Linked DNA regions of Mus musculus: region 1 is linked to region 2. The links are chromatin contacts, called in public HiChIP or PLAC-seq maps. All regions are on one chromosome and are shown on one strand. Each heading gives the region's core, a stretch centred on a gene start, on an enhancer-like site or on the middle of the called end of the contact. The rest is flanking DNA. Distances are from core to core; before and after follow the strand shown.

Region 1 (4,751 bases), core at 436-2,935, 1.2 Mb after region 2:
GGAAGTTACGCCCATTTCTTCTGCCATAAAACAATTTCTCTCTTCGGTGAGACGCTGTCGCGAGTGCAAAGTAGCTGAGCTTCCGAACGAGAACGGGAGCCAGGAACTCGCATCAAGCTCAGCCTCCGTCTTTACAGCAATATCTCATGGAAACTCCAAGATCTGGGACATCCCTGCCCTATTCCTGGTTGTTGGCTGGTGCAAACGCAGCGGGTTCTCCCTACGGGTTTCTTGGCACTAGGAATCCCACGCACACTCTCTCGCCGCCGCCCTGCTGCTCCCCAAAGCGAACGGTGTTTTCGACTCCCATAGCCAGGGACGCTGTAGCGCGCAGCTAAAAGAGCCAAGATCGACCACTGACACACACCGGGAAGAATTGGCACTAAACACCCACGCTCACCCTCCGACTCCCACTGGCTTTCATCAGGGCGGGGAAGTCCTAGTACACCGGGCACCCACTGGGTGCCCACGCCGCGCCGCGATTCCCAAGGATCCACCCTCTGCCAACATGCCTGCCAATAGCGCCCCTTGAGAGCCACACTAGTTTTCCGAGGCCACCCCCGGCTCCGCGATCACCCGCGGACTTGCGGCTTCATATTCAGTCCACCGACTGGAAGAAGGAAGGAAGGAAGGAAGGAAGGAAGGAAGGAAGGAAGGAAGGAAGACCGGCGGGCAGGCAGCTCCGATCGGGAACCGGCCCCCGCGAGTCCTTGCGCAGCCCGCCCCCCTGTGTCCGCTCAAAGTCTCCGGGAGGCACCTGCCCCTCGCTGTCGCCAGAGCCCTCCACCGCCGCCTCCACCGCCTCGGCTTTTCACCCAGAGCAGGCAAGCACACCATTTATAAGACCTGCAGTTTCCCTGCCTCCATATCAACCCCAAGTTAACCCGGATCGTTAATTTACTAGAGCCAGTTAGCCTACAAATACACAGACACACCGGCGACCGCCCGGAGCGCCTGCCTGATCCCCGGCTGCCGGAGTGGAAAAGCCCGGGGCAAGCACCTGGGCCCCAGGACTCCCGGGACCCGCCGCTCCGCGCGCTGTCCTCCCAACTCCGGAAGGTTTACACAAACTCCCTGCGAGAGCTCGGAAGGCAGAGCGAACGCCCTGCAAAACTCCGCAGCCGCTGCGGTCCGTCTGCCCGCCTGGGTGGACGAGCAGCGGGGCCGGGAAGGTTCGGGCTTGGAGTGCAGGGCTCAGCCGAGCGCACGACGCGGTCTCTGCCCCGCGCTCCGGCCAGGCTCAGCCAACCCCGCGCTCTGGCCAGCCTCAGCCAGCTCCGCGCGGCGCCGGGAGAGGCAGGGGACTCCGAGAACCGTGAAGACCCGGGCTGCTCACGACCCCCGCAGCTCCTGAGCCGGCGCCGCCGCTCTGTGTTCCCTCCCGGTCCCGGTCAGCCAATTAAGCAGAACACAAATGTAACAATTTTCTTTTTGTTAATTGCATCTCCTGACATTTCTGCGCGCTGGGAGGAAAAAAAAAGATGAAGAAGTAAGAGCAGGAAGAAAAGAGGAGCCCGGGCGCAGCGGGAGGTGTCTGCGAGAGCCGGGCGCCGGCTGCGCTCCACAAGGCGCCTTTTTTTCATATTGAAACCACGCGGAATATGTACATTTTTTAGTCTTACTTACGCTTTCAGGGGGTTGTGAATGACAGTCGCCATTTTGCTACAATGTAACAGAATATTGTCTGTCTCAGAGTTCTAAAGGTTCGCTCAGGGGAAGCGGCAGGCCAATCAGAGCACGGGATACCGGCCTACCGGCCAATCGGCGCGGCTGGTCGCCAAGTGGGCGGGGCCTGCGTGGTGGTAGTTATTAGGGGAGCTGTCAAAGCCCAGAGGTCACTCCCTTTTGTAGAGCCCGAGAGCGAGCAGGTCTTAAAGGGGCAGTACCGTGTTAGTAGCGCCCTTTTAGATTGGAACTCGTGGAGACAACATGGGAGAGCATTCTCGCTTAGTTGGAGTCCCTACTTTGCTAAATAACTGCAGAGTTTGCGCTCCTGGACAAGAATATTTACATAGTGCCAACAAAACCACTTAACCCCATTCATTAGCTCTGGGCTTTGTAAATCACGGTTTTTAACCCCCGAGCTCCTTGTACACCACCGTGTTGCAGTGCAAAAAGTTGGAAGGCTGCAGTTTCCTCCAAGAAATTACTACTCGTGTTCCACTGTTTGCTAATAATGTTCTGGGTTCCGCGGCTGTTCAATATTCTTGTTCCCGAAGTGTTTTCTTGATCTCAGCCACCTTCCCCGGGCGGTTTCTGAGAACTGGAGAGTCCAGGACAGCAACTCCCTTCCTCCTGGAATGTCTCAGTGTCAGGCTTGCGGACAGCCACGGCTTTTGTTACGTAATTCACGGGTGGTCACTCCGCGCGGTCCCCTACGACCACCGTTCTCCACTGTCAACGATTCACACTGATCTGACATGGCCAGCTTGGGAGCGAAGTGAGACCTGGCGCTTTTTAGGCAGAAGGTTGGGGAAATTTTGAGGCAACTTTAGGAAACGCAGCTAGGGAAGTCAGTAACTATGCAAAAATTGTTAGAGCCTGAGGTAGGTGTTGCCTGAGTCCCCTCTGGGAACGGCTCTGAGAATTCAGGCGTCACCTTTCTGGACTAAGATAGGAGGTGAAAAGAATTTGCAAGTGAATGTTCAGACGTGACTCCTGGCTTCCCCAGTATGCGGCTGCTCAGAATCTGATAAACCCCAGAAGAAACTGAGAGACTTCTGCGAACTCAGACTTCCACGGAGCACAGGGAGACTCGGAGTGGGCGAAAACTCATGAAATCACTTAGAGGGCACAGGCATCGTTAGCTTATAGAAGCCGGGCTATGGCCCCCTTGGCTGTTTAATCAGGTCAAATAGCTGGGGGCTGGGAAGTGAAAAGGAAACCGAGAGATGCTGAATTGCAGTTCACAATTCCACCTGCTCTCGCCTTTTACGACTCTCGATGAATAAAGTAAAATACAATTACAAAGCAGTCCAGAACTTTCAGATTCCAGCTCCATTCACTATTAGAGTTACAGATAAGCCCAGCAAAGCTGAGTGAGTCTGTGCGTGCAGACTGGAAATATTTAACTCTTTGTTTGCCTAGTAGGGTGATGTTCTCCCACCCTCTCTTCTCGTTACAGAGTCTCATGTTGAGAAAACTGGCATTAATGAATTCTAAACAGAACCAGGTACAATGGTGCTCCCTTAAAGTTCAAAACCAGCCTGAACTACATATGGATACCCACCCCCCAACATGGAAACCCAGTCTCATCTCCCTGTCTCCCCACGCCCCCCCCCCAAATCGTATTGCCTTGGCTTTTGTACTTCATGGAATGTCATTTTAACTGTCAATACAATTCTGACTTTATAGTCACTTTTATCACTTCTGAGAAATATAGAGGTATTATTAACTTTGGGTTTTGTATCATAGATTAAAAGGACACAGATTTGGACCAAAATCTTCAAAAGCAAGGGACTTAAGAGTAAACATGCTTAAAGGAGACAGGAGCCTGGACCAGAATTAAAGTCTGGTGTTCAGCAGTGCTGTACAATAGTAATATAGACTCTGAAACCCATCTGTCTGCCCACCATTTGCCAGCTGGTGACATAAAGAATATAGGGAATCCCGAGAAGATGACAACAATGGGATAGAAATAATTCTCTTACTTCTGAAACGCATTGATTAGAGCAAACGAACAACATTGATAGCAATGTTTCCATGATTTAACTCCATAAACCTAAACCCTTCTTACTGGTTGTGATATCAAAACTTTTTTTTTAATCACACTTGGAGGGCTGGAGAGATGGTGTAATGGTTAAGAGCACACGTTGGTCCTTATGAGGACCTAGGGCAACCCCCAGCACCTGCATGGTGGCCCACAGCCTTCTAACAAGAGTTCCAGGGAAGATCTGATGCCCTCTCCTGGACAATGCAGACACCACGGGCATGCACATGGTACACAGACATACAAAACACTCATACACATAAAATTAAACTAATCACAAGTCAAAGGGCTAGCTCAGGGACTCAGAGCCTACCAAATACATATCTGCCTTTGGGTTCAGTCTCTGACAGCCCAAGGGAAAAAGGGAAAGGATGGTGATAAAGGGAAGAGAGGGAGGGAGGGAGGGAGGGAGGGAGGGAGGGAGGGAGGGAGGAAGAGAGGGAGGGAGGGAGGGAGGGAGGGAGGGAGGGAGGGAGACACAATCCCATTTCTAAAGCTCTATTGGTTCATGCATGGATATGAACCCCATCGTTTCTGCCTTAGTCTAGGTGGCTAAGCAGGCTATTTGGGATGCAGAAGGGAACCAGAATAATGACATCTCCATCTCCCCCAGGTAGCAGTGAGCATTGGAGTCCAACCAGAGCATCCTGAGCCCAGGTGACTATTGAACATTTGATAAGTGGTCATTCTAACTGAGATGTGTCAAATATACACACGATCTCATAGGCTTAGCACCAAAAAGGGAATGTAAATTAGCTCATGAGTTTGGCTCTAGTAGAGAAGGCCACACATACCCTTGCTCTCAAACCCCTCCCTCTTTCTGAATGTCTCTCTTCCTCCCAATCCTCCTGCCTATATTAACATATCCCTTTTTTAAAGATAGGGTGTCATGTTGTACCCCTGGCTGCCTCATGAATACTGGAATTAAAGGCATGCATTACGCCCAGTCTTACACTGAATTATTTTATATTGATCACATATAGAAATTATATTTGGGGTTTCCTAGATTAAATAAAATGTTAGTAAAACTATTTTCACGATT
Region 2 (4,645 bases), core at 1,632-4,131:
ACATGAGATTTCAAGAAGTAAGAACTTAGGGGCTGGAGAGATGGCTCCCCATTTAAGAGCTCTGACTGCTCTTCCAGAGGTCCTGAGTTCAATTCCCAGCAACCACATGGTGGCTCACAACCATCTGTAATGGGATCTGATGCCCTTCTCTGGTATGTCTGAAAACAGCTACAGTGTACAAATATACATAAAATAAGTAAATAAATCACTTGGCATGCACGCACACACATTTTGTTTTGTTTTAAAAAGAAGTAAGGAATTGATTTAAGAATGATGGGGTTTTGTCAAGTGACCTATGGGCTGTCTTGATGTTTTTAGTGTTCAATTCCAGGCAGACTGAGCTCCCACAGAAACAATGGGAATAACTGATAGCAGTACAAACAGTGGTAGTAAAGGGTTAACACTGGATACATGACCTGAGTGATCATGAGAGCAGATCAGCTCTGCTGAAGGCAGGCAGTGCTTTGTCCTTCTCCTTTTTTTTCATATTCTATTCTAGGGAACTCCTTTATTCTCTTCTGATGTGGATACACATTGCAAAGGCTTCTAGGTTTTGGCTCCAGGGGCCACACTGCTCTGAACATTTCTGTTCATGTTGTTGGGAGATACATTGCTTTTCATGGCTCAGGCTCCTGTATTGAAAGGTAGACAAACAAGAGAAACACATGCAGGTGTATTTAATAGAAGTTTTATGTGCCATGTGCCCCTGGATCTTTCAGAAGAAACAAAGTCAAAGGAAATGGTTTTTTTTTTTTTTTTTTTTTAAGATTTATTTATTTTATTAATGTAAGTACACTGTAGCTGTCTTCAGACACTCCAGAAGAGGGAGTCAGATCTTGTTACAGATGGTTGTGAGCCACCATGTGGTTGCTGGGATTTGAACTCCTGACCTTCGGAAGAGCAGTCGGGTGCTCTTACCCACTGAGCCATCTCACCAGCCCAGGAAATGGGTTTTGGTCGTAATAATTTACATCCACTTAGCCAGCTTCTTTGGATCTTAGTGTTTTGTCTTTCTGGAGTTAGGGGCATTCCTTAAGGCACTAGGAGAGCACCTCTGCAGTGACACTCTCCTGGTCAGGGAAGGCCTGCTGCAGGGGAGGGTGGCAGATGGTCAGAGGCCCCTTTGCACAGATGTCTGGAACTTAATCTTCCTGGGTTAGCTTCCAGGGCTTTCCAGTTTCTTGCTGGTGCCAGTTGTGCGGTGGAGTGAACAGACTTCACTCCCATCCATACATTTTCTTCTCTTCTCTTTTTCTCTCTTGATAAAGCCTGATGAATGAAATGTAGCGTGCACTGTGGGGCTGTGGTCTGTGGTCCCTGGCTTCTGTGGAATCTACTTCTCCCAATCATTTGCTTGCCCCTCAGGAAATTACAATATTGAGTTGAAGCTTATGGTGAAATGGATTATCACAATTAATGTGCACTGAACCCAAGATGCAAGTTATGGAAAGTTTAGAAGTCAGAACTAGTCCAAGTCAGGGATGCTTCTTGAAAAGTTAAAGCTTTTTTTGTTTTTTTTTTTAAACAAACCATTAGTAATGTGACAAGACATACCACACCACAGTCAGGAGCAAGAGAGATATGAACACACTCATGTTGTCTGCTTCTCCTGTCTTCTAGGCTTTTTCTTACCCTATACAGTTCAGAGCTCCCTGACCAGGGACTGATGTTTTCCATAGTGGTCTGAGTGAGTGTCCCTTTATCAGTTGGCAGTCAAGGCCATCCTGCACAGACTTGCCCACACGCTAGTCTGATCTAAATAATTGCTCAATTCAAACTAGGTTCCCAGATTTTGGGAAGCTGGCATTCAAAACTAACCATCATAAGGTCCGTTTAATCGAGGGTGTGATTTGCTGTTGTGTTTTGCTGTTCTTCTTAATATTTTCCATGTTTGCTGCAGTGTTATCTGTGCTGATCCCAAACTCCTCGGCCTCCTAAAAGTGCCACCAAGGTGGGCTTCCACTGTACTGTTACTAGATCTCCAGGCTGGGCAGGGGCAGCACTCCTCTATTTCATTTGTGAATATTAAAAGCCATTCCAGTCTTCAAGAGTCTTTGCTGAGGCAGACATGTGCATTTTTTTTTAGAGAATTAGAAATTGAAGCTTATTTCCCAGGTTCATGCTCTATTAGGACTAGGTTCATTGGGTATTGGAGAGGTCAGGCTAACGGGCTTCTTACATTTTCTTTTAAATCTACATACTGTTTGAGGTTCATTTCTTATTCTTCTCTCTTTGTTTTAGAAGTCAACACTATTACTCAGTTGAAATGTGCTGCTTATTTTGATTTTGGAAAGTTGGATCTGTGGCTGGAGAAACAGTTCAGCAGCTAAGAGCCTCCTGCTCCTCGGAGACTCAGTCTGTTCCCAGCAGGGACTCCAGCTTCCGAGGGTCCAGTGCCCCTTTCTGACCTCCACAGGCACACACCACCCCACACGTGCGCGCGTGCGTGTGTTTGCATGTGCATGTGTGTGAGTGTGTGAAAGTAAAGAAAGAAAGCAAGCAAGCAAGAAAGAAAAGTCCAAGGCTGGGTGTGGAGCCCACAGCTTTAACTCTAGCACTCCAGAGTCAGAGGAGAATGTCTGAGTTTGAGGGCAGTCTGGTCTGCGTACCAAGTCCCAGGATAGGCAGGATAATAGAGAGAAATCTGTCTAGAAATAAATAAAAAACAAAGTTTGCCCTACAGTTGACACAGATGATCTTAGAAATATTTATAATGGGCTAGTATTGTAGACACCTCCACTTCTAACCCAATTAATGCTGCTTGCTTCATGAATGCCAGCCTGTTCACCTCAAAGATAAGTCCCTTGTCAAGACTGTGTGAACAGTGTAGTCTTGGTGGCCTTTCATATGCTCTTACAAAGTGTTTCTTGTTTGTTTGTAGGTCATATGTCATTAGTGTGGACGCTGCTGTCTTAAGTCTGTGGCCATGGCACCAGAACACAGTAAGTAGCAATGTTGCAAACTTTGGCTTTCTGGGTTTGAATATCTTCCTGGGGATGGAGCCCCCAGATGCATTCAGGCAAATGGACATTCACTTAGTTAAACCCCAATATGTATGTTTTGAGTTTCTAATTGCAGAGAAAGAAATATAAAACCAAGAAAAACAACTTAGTTTCCTCTTTTCACAGGGCATTCACTTTATTTCCTGGGGTTTAATTTTTTTACTTTCACATACAAAAACATGGTGATAGTCATGACCTGCATGTTCCTGTACACCCAGTGTTTGCCTGTAGTGGCCAGCAGAATGGGCAGCATGGCTGAACTGTGTCACTTATGCTGTCTATTCTTTGTGTTCGGGATCAGGGAGGCTGAGCACAGCTGAAGGGTGGACCTGCTGAGCTGTGGTCTCAAGCTGCCTGTCCACAACTGGCTTGCCAACTTTGGCTCCTTCATCAACTCTGAGGCAATGCCTAGCCAGGGGGATGGTCTCAGAAACAGCCCTAGTTCTAGTTCTAGTTCTAGTTCTAGTTCTAGCTCTAGCTCGTGAGACTCTGGGTGGGAGACCCTGTGGCAGGATTGCACCAAGAGACCCCAGTGGGTGACTCTGCAGCTCGAGACCCTGAGGCAGGTGTACCTAATCTTCTGGCGGAAGTCACCTCATACTTAGGACAGAGCTCAGGGAAACCTCCGCTACTCTCCCTGGATGTCACTGTATGCTGTTGTGAGGTCTGGTGTGGCTTTAGCCTGCTGGCTCCCAGCCCGAGCGAGAAAACCACACAGGATGGAAGACAAATCCAGAACCCAGGGCAGCCAGCCCTGAAGCCTGTCCCCTCTTGAGATACGCAGTGTTTGAGCCAGTCCATTTCCTTTCTGTTAAAGCCAGTTTGAGATGGGAGCCAAAACACCCGAATGATTCACTTAATCCCTACTTTATTTTTAGTAATCCATTAGTTTCCCCCAGGGACTGTGGGAGTAATTGCAAAGCAAGGCAAAATAATACCGTTAAATTAAACTGGCACGGCGTGGTGTTGACTGGCATCCTCTTTGCTCTCAGCGGGAGCTCTAGTGAGTTAGTATTCAGGATGGGAGGATAAACCTTGAGATGCGCGCTCTTTCTCTCTTCGTTTTCACCCAGAAGCTTGTGCCTCTTACTCAGCTGTCCACGGAGCCTAGGAAGCGCCTGGGCCCAGGCACCAGCCTTGCTCTCAGAGAAGATGTGTCTGCAGGCAGCGTGGACCTGTGCTATCTTCCTAGAACACATTGTACTCATGTTTTTAACACTTGTTTTTGATTTTAAAAATTAGTATGAGTGCTTCAGATATGAAAACAGTGTGAGGAAGAACATAATCCACACCCATCCATCTCTCCAGCACAGGAGACGTTTGTCCGTCCATCAAGCAGTTAAAACCCATGTTCCCCTCCTCTGCCCCCAGGAATCACAGCTCCACTTTCGTTTTCTATTGAGGTGGGTCTCCTGTATCTGAGGCTGGCCTTGGCCTTGCTGTATGGTTGAGGCTGGCATTGAACCCTGGTATTCCTACCTCTACCTCCCACTGAGATCACAGCACTGTTCTACCAGGCCTGATTTGTGTTTGTTTTAACTTCCAAAAAGAAAAGGAAAAAAAAAAAAAAAAAAAAAAAGCAGACGCCACACACTGTAAAAGCACAAGGAGGTTTACAAGAGATACAAGGTCAGTGTAAGGCT

Evidence for each region. HiChIP or PLAC-seq counts read pairs in DNA pulled down with a chosen protein or histone mark.
Region 1: a contact with region 2 is called in an H3K4me3 HiChIP or PLAC-seq map of embryonic forebrain, with 3 times the contacts expected there. The contact joins the promoter of Dpf3 here to the promoter of Sipa1l1 in region 2. A contact is called at or near these places in 1 of 39 promoter capture datasets (embryonic stem cells) and 2 of 115 datasets of contacts at active chromatin or transcription factors (astrocytes and embryonic forebrain).

The regions. Positions count from the first base shown.
Region 1 is chr12:83,486,051-83,490,801 of GRCm38.p6, forward strand. It overlaps Dpf3 (D4, zinc and double PHD fingers, family 3), which reads right to left and starts at 1,686. Exons shown (of 11, transcript NM_001267625.1): 1 at 1,627-1,686. The coding sequence starts at 1,658.
Region 2 is chr12:82,308,468-82,313,112 of GRCm38.p6, forward strand. It overlaps Sipa1l1 (signal-induced proliferation-associated 1 like 1), which reads left to right and starts at 2,882. Exons shown (of 21, transcript NM_172579.3): 1 at 2,882-2,942.